Regions from separate parts of the Mus musculus genome. Here region 2 is linked to region 1. Evidence: chromatin contacts called from public HiChIP or PLAC-seq data. All regions are on one chromosome and are shown on one strand. Each heading gives the region's core, a stretch centred on a gene start, on an enhancer-like site or on the middle of the called end of the contact. The rest is flanking DNA. Distances are from core to core; before and after follow the strand shown.

Region 1 (5,899 bases), core at 1,324-3,823:
GTCCCCAGTCCCTATGACACTCTTATTCCCTCCAACTGTCAGTTGTGAGGGGACAAAGACACAGATCCATGTGGCAACCTCTAGCTGCCTGTGAAATACCCTAATCATACAGAGATCTGGACTCAGGACAAACTTAGATTCATGGCTCTAGTGCAGAAAAGAATTTCAGCTATAGCAAGTAAAAAGCAAAGTATGGATATTTTAATATAAGCTCTAAGCATGAGAGAAGTGCTCAGAAATAGACAACATAACATATAATCAAGTGTAGTTACATGTTTGCAGAGGGAGAATGGGGGAAGGTGGTATATATAGGACCCTCAAGGGATAGCCTCAATTGTATTAGCATTAGCTATAATACCTTTTTCATGGCTCTCAAGTCACATTCCAAACGGTTGCTAAGAAACTTGTTTCCTTCCTCTTTTGAAAAGGCTAGAGGGTGGCTGCAGAGATGCCTGGGATGGGATAATCAGAGAAGGTAAGACCAGAAGCTACTACATGTCTAGGACACACCTTTTTCCTATAATGGAGCTTCTGGTGAGATTCCTAGAAAATTGTAGGTCTACAGCTGAGAGGGAAGAAATGCCTTGAAGCAGCTGTTCATTGTACTGGCATTCCTACTTCTCCAAGGGAAAAATCAGGTTCAACCAGGCTACAGAGTCAGAGGCTCTATTCCTCCACCACCACTTTTTTTTTTTTTTTAATTTCATGTATGTGAGTACACTGTAGCTGTCTTCAGACACACCTGAAGAGGGTGTCAGATCCCATTACAGATGCTTGTGAGCCACCATGTGGTTGCTGGGAACTCAGGACCTCTGTAAGTACGGTCAATGCACTTAACCACTGAGCCATCTCTCCAGCCACTCTATTCCTTTCTTAAGTCCCCATAATTTTCAGTGTTGATCTCTCCTGTCTCACAGGCTACCAAAGATCCTGAGTTAAGCTAAGCATAATTTAGAATCCAATCTGAGGGGTAGTGAATGAACACAGGCAGGCAAGTGCTACCCCAGTCAGTAGAACTGTAGGACCAGAAAGATTAGCCAGAGCCCCATGTAGCCACAGCCATAGGACTTTAGAAGGGTCAGAAAAAGGAGGGATGTATCTGTAACCACAGCACTCAGGAAACAGAGACAACAGGAATAATGTTAGTTCAAGATCAGCCTGGACTACGTGCTGAGTTTGGACTACAGAGATGGATCCTATCTGGAAGAAAGCAAGCCAGAAAAACAACAGCTGCACAAAAATAGTCAGCATAGATAGTAACTGACAAAAATGGTAACTGACAAGACAGTAATGAACAGTTCTAGAGTGATTTGTCTGAGTCTCAGAATGAGCTAGCCTTAAAAAGTCAGGAGGAGGAGGGTGCTGCTGGCTAAGTCTGGAATGTAGAACCGCGGGTCATGCTGGGTGGCACAAATGCTGTCAGATGGCAAAGAGCAGAACAGAGTCCGAACCTGTTCTGGCCATGTTTTTCAAGCTGTGACCAGACAAGCAACAAGAAGCATTTAGACTCTGGCTTCGGCTGGATTCCTAGATGACAGCCTGAAGTCACTGACCCATCCTGAGCTATTTCCTTCTGCCTCCCAAGCACCCTAAGCTCACTCAACATAAGCCAATCGAGAGGCACAATGCCACTCGAGAGAGCCAATGCCACTTCTGCTGTTCTCTAAGCCGCAGTTATGAGTCCTATACCCACGTCCACCTTGGACCCTAGAACTACACAGTTGCTCACAGCCTGTTGCACAATAGAAATCTATTTTAAGGAACAAGAGTCTCGATGTGTTGCCTAGGGTATCCCTGAGCGCCTGGGCTCAAGCCAACTTGATGCCTCAAGCCTCCAGAGCAATTCGAAATTTAAACTAGTTTACATCAATCCGAATCTGGGATTGCGGTGGGATTAGGGGAGCCTGCTTCTGCACCCTTCGACAACGTCCCTTAAAACGTCCAGGCCCTGCGTTTGCTGAATCCTCAGAGAGCAAAGATCCAGTCTAGCCCGGTTCCGCTGCGCTCCGCGTAAGTGTAAGATTGAATGGAACCACCGAGAGCCAAACGGCCACTCACTACCCGCCTCGCTCAAAAATGGTCGCAAGCACTGCTTCCTACTCTACTGGGTGCGCGTCCCAGGAAGTACCCGCTAGACCGCCGAATAGTCACCTCCACAAACGGAAATACCCGAGCTTAACCGAAAAAGACCGAACCTCAAACTACAATGAGGAGGAACCAGGGGGCTGCAAGGGTTGCGCAGGCGCAGAGCACAGCTGAGGCAGGAAAAACCGAAGTGGGCAGGCGACGGAAAGTGCCGAAGCGGCGGGGCGCCCGAGGCCGTTGCCGACCTCCGCATCGAAGCCGCGCCTGCCGCGGAAGCTGAGCCTCCACCGGTACCCTGCGGTACCCTGCCGCCGCAAGCGCGGCTACCGCCTCCTCCTTCCACCTCACCGCAGCCTCCTAGCAGAGGGAGCAAGTAGGCGGGAGAGCGGCGGACCTGTAAAGGCCGGCGTCCGCAGCCGCAGCGGGGCCTCACCAGACCCAAGCGGAAGAGGGGGAGGAGGGCGCGGGGACCGTAGCAGGGGCGGGGCCGAGGATCGCCGAGTCCTCCCGAGCACCTCCGAACACACCCGAGGTGCTTAGCCAGGCCAGAGCCGGACTACGGGAGCCGAGGCGGGCCGTGCGGTGGGCGCGGAGCAGCGCGGCAGGCCGGGCGAGCGGCAGCGGAGGAGGCCGCGGTAGCGGGTCCGAGGAGCGGAAGCGGCGCAGGCGGCGGCGGGGGGCCGGGTGGCCGGGGTCCCGGGCCCCCGCGGCGGCGGGCTGCGGCGGCGGCGGCAGGATGATCAAGCTGTTCTCGCTGAAGCAGCAGAAGAAGGAGGAGGAGTCGGCCGGCGGCACCAAGGGCAGCAGCAAGAAGGCGTCGGCGGCGCAGCTCCGGATTCAGAAGGGTAGGGGTCGGGACCCTGCGTTCGAGGTCAGGGACCGTGGCGAGAAAATGCGGCCCCTGATATTTGGTATTGGTGGTCAGGTTTCGAGGGTTGTGATGCGGGACTGGGGGTGCGGTCACTAGGGAGGGTCATAGATTGGGGCGTTGGGATACTCGGGCCTGGAGTGTTAGGGACGCGGAATCTGTTAGGGGAGGGGTATAGTTTTGAGAGTCAGACGAGAACTTTGCTCTGGGGTGCCGTGTCGTGAAGATTGTGAAGGTTACGAATTGGGAATAAGTGGGAGACGGTTTAGTGTTTTAAACTGGGGACTCGTGGCCCAAGACTCAGGTCCAGAGGGTCAGGCAGAGCAATTTTGAGTTTGAGGTGAAGAGGAGGGAGAAAAGAAGGTTACAGGAACTAAAAAATGTGAGTGTGGGTCAATTTAAGCTACCATACAGGAAATCTCAAGGATGAGATGGGATCTTGGGCTTGTAATAAGATGGAGACGAGGAAGGACAGTGGAGGTGGGTGGTTGATGAGAAGGGGTGACTTAGTGTTGGGGGGCCGGTGTCATGGTCCTTGAATTGCGGTGGACAGATAAACAGTAGTGAGTGGAGATAATGACTAGAGATAGAAAACCTCAGGTTTAAGGTGCTCAGGGTTCTTGGAAGCAAGGGTTATGGGAGTAGAGGTTCTTGGGGACTATGTTGTGGGAACTTGTGGAGGACTTAGCTGGGTAAGGGTTTTCCCAAGAGATGGGCAGTTATACTTGAAGATGCTTGTATATGGGATACTGTGTATCCAGAAGAGTCCACGTAGAGACTGGAAAGTGGAAAGAATATGGAGTAGTACAGACTGAGTTAAAGTACACCACACAAAGCTCTTCAGGTCTAGAAAGCGAACTTATGGGTTCTGCTGACACATGCCCAGACCTCCTTTCTTTTACCTGTTTCTCTCCCTTTCCATGCTGTCCAAACCTAGACATTAACGAGCTGAACCTGCCCAAGACGTGTGACATCAGCTTCTCAGACCCAGACGACCTCCTCAACTTCAAGCTGGTGATCTGTCCTGATGAAGTAAGAGTAAAACAGGGCAGGATTCCCAAGAACAGACCAGGGGTGGCCCCATAAGAGTAGGGTCTTCATTCACTCTCCCCCTTCCTCTTCCAGGGCTTCTACAAAAGTGGCAAGTTTGTATTCAGCTTTAAGGTGAGTCTCAAGTGTACAAAGGTAGCTCTGTGGAGAAGACTGGGTACAACCAAAACACCTTCCCATCTCCTTTCTCTTTTTACACCTTCCCATCTCCTTTCTCTTTTTCTGGAGCCAGGTGGGACAGGGTTACCCACATGACCCTCCCAAGGTGAAGTGTGAAACAATGGTTTATCATCCCAACATTGACCTCGAGGGCAACGTCTGCCTCAACATCCTCAGGTGAGGGCACTGCCTTCCTTTCCCTCCCAAGACCTGCCTTCCAGGTATCCTCAGCCTTCTGTGGACACTGCATCTATCTCTGTCCTTCCCTCCCCTTTATGGTCAATCTGTTTCTGTCTTAGTTGTTTTTCTAATGACCTGACCTTGGCTTTCTCTGTGTCCTGCCCTGTCCCGTATCTTCACTCTTAGATCTCACACTTCAATGTTAAAAGGCCTTCTATGGGCCTAACCTGTTCAGTATTAGCAGGGCCTGTAGCAGCCTCCCACTCACCAGCCCCTGATAACCTTGATGCTCTCTGCCCACAGAGAGGACTGGAAGCCAGTCCTTACGATAAACTCCATAATTTATGGCCTGCAGTATCTCTTCTTGGTAAGTAGGGTTAGGCATTTGAAGCTGAGGGTTTGTTGGCCATCTGCCTCTCTCTTGCCTGTTGACTTCCACTTGTACCGGCCACAGGAGCCGAACCCTGAGGACCCACTGAACAAGGAGGCTGCTGAGGTCCTGCAGAACAACCGGCGGCTGTTTGAACAAAATGTGCAGCGCTCCATGAGAGGTGGTTACATCGGGTCCACCTACTTCGAGCGCTGCCTGAAATAGGGTTAGCAATTACCCATCCCTGCCAGGGTTACCGGCCCAGGCATCCCCTGCAAATATTTATTGGGGGCCCGGGTAAGGTGTGTGGGGTAGCCTTGGCCCCTGCCTTGGCCTTGCCTCTCTTCCCTGTCACCTGCCCCTAGTTATTTTTTTTTTGACCACCACGTGATTATGGTCGGTGCTGCCTCCCCCCCGACCTGCTCAGCGATGGGAAATGAATTGGCTTGTTTAGCGCCCCCCCCCTCCCGCTGGGTGCTGTCCAACTCCCCACTCTTGACTGTGGGGTAAGTGGGCAATGGGCCTGGGTCGCTAGGCCCAAGCAACCCACCCCACCACCACTGGAGGTCCCACCAGGCTATTAAAGGGGAATGTTACTGCATGGCCTCTGCCTCTTCCTTCTGTGGGGTGGGAGGTACAAGTGAGGTCCACCAGCGTCTATAATGAAGATAAATGTGGCCGTGGATTGGGTGGGACCACTCACTGGGATGAGGTGCAAGCAATGGAAGAATCGGCTAATTTCAGCTCCTGGACCTTACACCAACATAAGGGAGCCTACAAGTCATTTCCAGGCTTGCCCCTTTATGCCATGTGTGGGCCTAATTTGGTTCGAGCCAAGCACTTGCTAAAATGCCATTTATTAACTGCCCAAAAGTGGGTGGAGTATGGGCCTTCCAGAATGAATAGCCAGTCGAGCTGTGCTCCCGCCATGGGCCTGTGAGGCTGGCTTGGGTGGGACCTGTACCTTCTGCTGAGGTGCGTGGCCCTTTGCGCATGCGCTTCTGTGGCTGGCTGTGCGCGTGCGTCCTAGCACTTCCCAGCATTCCCGGAGAGGGTGGGTCGTGTGACGTCAGGTCGCTTAATCCGGAAACGGCGGCCGCAGCAGGGGCTACCGAACCGAGGGGTTGTCGTTGGTGGAGTCTCAAGGCTTCGGAGGGGTAGAGGCGTGACCCGGAAGCGGAAACCCA
Region 2 (5,796 bases), core at 319-2,818, 2.9 Mb before region 1:
TTATGAATCCTAATGTAAGTATCTGAAATGCAGAATATCTACAGGGTAATCTCTGAGAATGGGTTTTTTGACCCCAATGGGTTCTCAGTGTGGAGAACACTGACTTAGAGGCATATAAGGTTGGAGATGGCAATCTGACCTCAACTTGTTCCTCTTTCAGTTTCAGTCTGGTGGCCATGATCTTTCGATCCTGGAGGTCTGGGTATGGTTCCACCTTGAAGTATGCTTCCAGCTCTGAAAGCTGCTCCCAACTGAACTTCTGGTCAAGGGGACCCAGGGTACAGGAGGCTAAGACAGAGAAGGAGAAATGGGTCAGGCAATCTCTATCATGAGAGTGGAGAGTCAGCCCTCACTGTCAAGCCTGATGGTGTGAAATGTGATCTTGAGGGACTCATGGTAGGAGCTAACCTATTGAACAAAGAGGTCCTGAGACCTCTACAGCCTTGCCTGCATGTACCCCTGACACAGTTTTAGCCACTGTCAGGAGATGAGTCTCTCTCACAACCCCAATCTCTGATTTTCCTCTTGGGTAGTCTATGCATCAATAAGATACCTGTGACCCACTTTAATTCCCCACTTTCCAATTCCATCCAGTTAAACTTTTCTGGGGCTAAAGACCTGAATCTTTGGGAAAAAAAAAAAGCAAAAGCAGAGTGGATAGTCACACTCTTAAGCCCAGCAATGGGAGAATTGAGGCAGGAGTATGGAAAGTCTGAACTGCTCATTTTGTTGCTGGAATTATAGAGTCTCTATAGACTGAATTTGGCGGAGAATGGCGGTTGTAAGCCTGTAATCCCAGCACTCAGGTAGAAGGATTTCCTTACAAGATTTCAACATTGCCAGGTTCAACATAGCCAGGCATGGAGCTATTAATCTAAAATCTTAGCACTTGGGAGGCAGAGGGAGGTAGATATCAGAGTTGAGGCCAGCTTGATCTACAGGGAGAGACCATGCCTCCAAAGATACACACAATTGTTCAAGATCATTTCCAACATGCCTGTGTGAGGTCTACTAAACTCAACTATTAGCACCCTCCCTGAAGGAAAACCTGTCAAATGCAAATCTTACAAAATGAAAATCAAAACTAAAAGAATTCATATGAGTCTGCAAACATTTCCCTTGCTAATACAGTAGCCTCAACCTAAGCAGATAGGTTTTTTGGAGGAATCCGACCAAGAGCCTCATAATTAGCTGCTGTTACATTGGTTCTCCCTTCCTTAATTGTGGACCCTGGAGGAGCCAAAGTGCCTGGGGTTCAGACCAGCTCTCTTGACACCACCACATAGACCCCCAACTCCACTGTCATGGCCTTACTTTCTACAAGACCCGGTCTGCTCTTTGGGCCAAAAGGGAAATGCAAACCCAGGCCTCACCATAGCAATCCTGTCCACCCGACAGACTTCATGTAACAGGGTTTTTAGGGCCCAGACTTACTCAGGGAACGTGGAGATGCTTCCATTTCGCCTGTAGCTCACTTCAGTTGTGATTGAAGGTATGCTCTAAGGATTTAGGATTCAAACTGAGCTTCAAGTTGGGCGCACTGAGCAGGGACCCTCCAACCTGTAGCCCCTCCCACAATTTAGCATCCAGCCAAGAGGAAGGGCAGGCTCCACCCAGTGTCTCCTTTGTAGGAGGAAATGGACTCCAGCCAGATACCCAGGTGTTCTTCCCCATTCTTTCCCGAATCTGCTTGCTTCTCCTCTATGTCAAAGCACCATCCTAGTGTGTCAGGGGCCCGCCCTGGCCGTCCATTTGTCCTGATTACCAGACAACCTCTAAGATTACTAAGGTGTCTGCCCTTGTAGGCTTGCTCAGGTGACTGCCTTGATTTCTTTGGGGTTACTTTTAAAAATTAGGGCAAATGGATATTCAAGGGAATACATGGCTAATGAGTCCAGGAACTCCTTTGTAGACCAGGCTATCCTCCAACTCAGAAAACCACTGGCCTCTGCCTCCCAGTGCTGGGATTAAAGGTGTGATCCACTTTACAGGCTCATTGTTGACATCTGTTTGAGATGTTGTCATGTTGTCCAGGGAAGGTTGGAACTTTCAACCTTGTGAGTTTATAGGTTTGTGATACCAAGTCTAGCTCCCTTTGGTGGTTTTTTTTTTTTTTTTTTTTTTTTGAGACAGAGTTTCTCTGTGTAGCCCTGTAGCCCTGGCTGTCCTGGAACTCACCTTGTAGACCAGGTTGTCCTTGAACTCAGAAATCTGCCCGCCTCAGCCTCCCAAGTGCTGGGATTAAAGGCTTGAGCCACCATGCCCTTTGGTGTTTCAACTTTTCTTTTTCTAATAAACCTCGAAGCTGTGGCATTGCACATGTTAGTTACTTTACCACTGAGCCAGTCTTACCCTCCCCCCCCCTCCATCTTCCAACAAAGAAGGGATTTTCATACCCCTGCCCATCCTGGAACTCACTATGGAAACCAGTCTGGCTTCAAAGTCAGAAATCCACCTTTTCTGTCTCCCACTCACTTGGATTAAACTGGTGTTCCACCTCTGCCAGATATCATCTTTTGCTTTTAAAGACTGGCTGGTGTTAAAAGGCCAGAGTGACTGGATAGTTCTCTTGTACAAGACATTCCTCCTGCTGAACAAGGGCAGATATAGTTTAATTTTTTTTTTTTTTTCGAGACAGGGTTTCTCTGTATACCCCTGGCTGTCCTGGAACTCAGCTTGTAGAACAGGCTGGACTGGAACTCAGAAAGCCACCTTACTGTGTCTCCGGAGTGCTGGGATTAAAGGTGCTTACTACCACACCTGGCGCTTTCCTGTATGTATGTATGTATGTATGTATGTATGTATGTATGTATGTATGTATGTATTTATCTGATCAGTGTTTCAGTCAGGGTCTCATTATGTCCCTGTGGCTGCCCTGGACTCAATATGTAGACCAGGTTGTCCTCAAGATCTCAGAGATCTGCCTGCCTCTAATCCAGGTTACTTGGATCAAAGGCCATCCTAGCTTTCTGGAAATGTGAACATTGCTTGACCTTGAAGGGCTGATCTTCCAGATTTCTCCTCCCAAGTGCTGGAATTACGGGCATGCATATGAGACCTAGGCTTCAATCACTGGAGATGAAAAGTATGAGTCTGAGTGTGCTACTAAAAGTGAGACCCAGCAATGTGTTATACCACACTCCCAGGTTTGTTTTCCTTTTTCTTTATAAAGGCTTTGAGCAGAAATTCTGGCTGGGCTGGCACTTGGATATGTAGATTGGGATGTTCTTGCACTCTGCTTCTAAGACAGGAATTAAGGCATGTCCCACCACACCCAAGCCTTTGAGATAAGCCTTTGTTAGAAGGCTACCATGTGTAGCCCTGGGGATGTGGTGGGAGGAAGACAGGTATATTTCTGAGATTTGAGGACCAACCTGGCCTGCATACAGCATTTTAGAGCAGTTATAAATTCAACTGTAGCGGGGCTGTGGTGGAGCATGCCTTTAATCCCAGTACTTGGGAGGCAGAGACAGGCAGATATCTGAGTTTGAGTCCAGCCTGGTCTACAGAGTGAGTTCCAGGACAGCCAGAGCTACAGAGAAATCCTATCTTGAAAACAAAACAAACAAACAAACAAAAAACAAAATCTAGCAAACAAAAATCCTTGTGTCTTGAGATGCCTCAGTGGCCAAAGTCTTTTGCTGCCAGGCCTTGGCCACCTGAGTAGTTGCTGCTAGATTCACCCGTTTATATAAATTTTATAGAATATAATTAGAATGAGGTAGACTAGCATAACAGATCATTTTAGCTTATGGTCCTGTTTGGTTTGAGTTACTCACACCCTTCCCTCTTGTAATAACACACTTGGCAACCTAGTTTCTTCCCATGTGGATACTATGCCCACACACCCCTCTCTACACAGTGCACCCAGCAGCCTCAAAACCCCTTGACCCCCACAACCTCCTTGTGTTATTCATTCTTCTACCTCAAGGATAGTATAGATTTCTCTGCCCACAGCATCAAATTTAGATACATTCTGTTCAAGCAGATTCCTAAAGTGTAGGGTAGTGGGAAGAGATGGGCTGATCTAACTGGAACTGGTTTTGGTTGCATGTACAGTGAGAGGAAACTGTCCTTGGAGTGAACTTTTATAAAGAGTCGCTTCTCCATCTCACGCCTATGCACAGTTGGGTGTGTGCATGGTTAAAATCAGACCATAGTGAGGATGGACATTCAAAGTAGATATATGACTTCATCTGTCAATTAGAATAGAGAACTGTGATGGTTTACATATGCTTGGCCCAGGGAATGGCACTGTTAGGAAGTGTGGCCTTGTTGGAGTGATAGTGTCGCTATGGGTGTGTGCTTAAGACCCTCACCCTTGCTACCTGGAAACCAGTATTCTGCCAGCAGCCTTCAGATGAAAATGTGGAACTCTCAGGTCTGGCCTGGATGCTGCCATGTTCCTGTCCTGATGATAGTGGACTAAACGTCTGAACCTATAAGCCAGCCTCAATTAATTGTTGTCTTTTATAAGACTTGCCTGGGTCATGGTGTCTGTTCACAGCAGTAAAATCCTAAGACAAGAACCTTAGGTGTTAAGAGCACTAGCTGCTTTTCCAGGGGACCCACTTTACATTCCGAGCAACCACATGGCAGCTCACAACCCTCTGTAACTCCAGTGCCAGGGGATCTGATGCCCTCTTCTGGCCTCCACCCTCACCAGGCACACAAAGGTACATAGACACATTCTCAGATAAAACACCCATACCCATAAAATAAAACAACAACAAAAAGAGGACCCCTTAAACTGTATCTTTTAGTAACCACCTTCTCTCTTTTTCTTTCTTGGGTTAATGTGTATGAATAGGAATGGCTAGGACTTAGAATCACTCCTGGATAAGCATGCAGATAGGAAGAAGGGCCTTGGCTAGGTGATAAAGTTGACCTCCAGCAGGGCTGCCTTCTTCCTTATGCTCCTGATCCCAGACAAAAAAGCATGGCAGCTTAAAACAAAGCACAGTCAGGTCCCTGCTCTGATGGACTGGGTCAACAAGTTCAAGGCCAGGTCAGGACTTGTTAACCAATAGTTGAGGCTCAGTCAGTGATCCTGTTTGTCTTCAAACTGACCAATCCTAAATTAGGGAAAGAAAGCAATTTGGCAGAAAACCAAACCAAAACAAAAACCATCCCCTCAAGGAGAAACTAGGCCTCTACTTTCTGAGTTTAGTCCTGTGCTCCCCCCCCATTCCCCCCTCCCTACACAGAGGGTCTTTTCTTGGTCTGCTGCCTGTACTTCCTCACCGCTAATAACAGCTGCTTTTTTTTTTTTTTTTTTTTTTTTTTTTGAGAGAGAGGATTTCTCTCTGTAGCCCTGGCTGTCCTGGAACTCTGGAACTCACTCCGTTAACCATTTTGGCCTCAGAAATTGGCCTGCCTCTGCCTCCCAAGTTCTGGGATTAAAGGCATGTGCCACCACTGTCCAGCAACAGTTGCTCTTGATTGGCTGATTCTACCTGCTCCTGCTTGCTGCATTTGAGTGTATTTGCCTGGTGCTATCACTCTAGAGACTTTTTTTTTTCTGCCTTTTAATTCACTAATTAGCAGGGAAAATGAACCTGATCAAGACCCCTAGATGGTAACAAATATTTTGCCTACACATGTGCCTGTGCATCACATATGTGCCTTGTGTTCTCAGAGGTCAGAAGAAGGTATCAAAAGAGGGAAAGCACACATAGATAGCACCACAACCAAATATCAGGAATCAGCCATAAAGGGTCATTGTTATCTCTCAATATCAATGGTCTCAATCCCCCAATAAAAAGACACAGACTAACAAAAGGATGGGGAAACAGG

The links. HiChIP or PLAC-seq counts read pairs in DNA pulled down with a chosen protein or histone mark.
Region 2: an H3K4me3 HiChIP or PLAC-seq map of embryonic stem cells shows a contact between it and region 1, with 7 read pairs. The contact joins the promoter of Crxos here to the promoter of Ube2m in region 1. A contact is called at or near these places in 2 of 39 promoter capture datasets (cranial neural crest and embryonic stem cells), 1 of 115 datasets of contacts at active chromatin or transcription factors (embryonic stem cells) and 1 of 9 other capture datasets (embryonic stem cells).

What each region holds. Positions count from the first base shown.
Region 1 is chr7:13,034,652-13,040,550 of GRCm38.p6, reverse strand. Ube2m (ubiquitin-conjugating enzyme E2M) reads left to right here and starts at 2,573. Exons shown (of 6, transcript NM_145578.3): 1 at 2,573-2,930; 2 at 3,891-3,985; 3 at 4,079-4,117; 4 at 4,236-4,339; 5 at 4,646-4,709; 6 at 4,797-5,431. The coding sequence starts at 2,822. The coding sequence ends at 4,937. It overlaps Chmp2a (charged multivesicular body protein 2A), which reads left to right and starts at 5,774. Exons shown (of 6, transcript NM_026885.3): 1 at 5,774-5,899.
Region 2 is chr7:15,891,896-15,897,691 of GRCm38.p6, reverse strand. It overlaps Crxos (cone-rod homeobox, opposite strand), which reads right to left and starts at 1,568. Exons shown (of 5, transcript NM_001033638.2): 1 at 1,435-1,568; 2 at 140-288. The coding sequence starts at 1,459.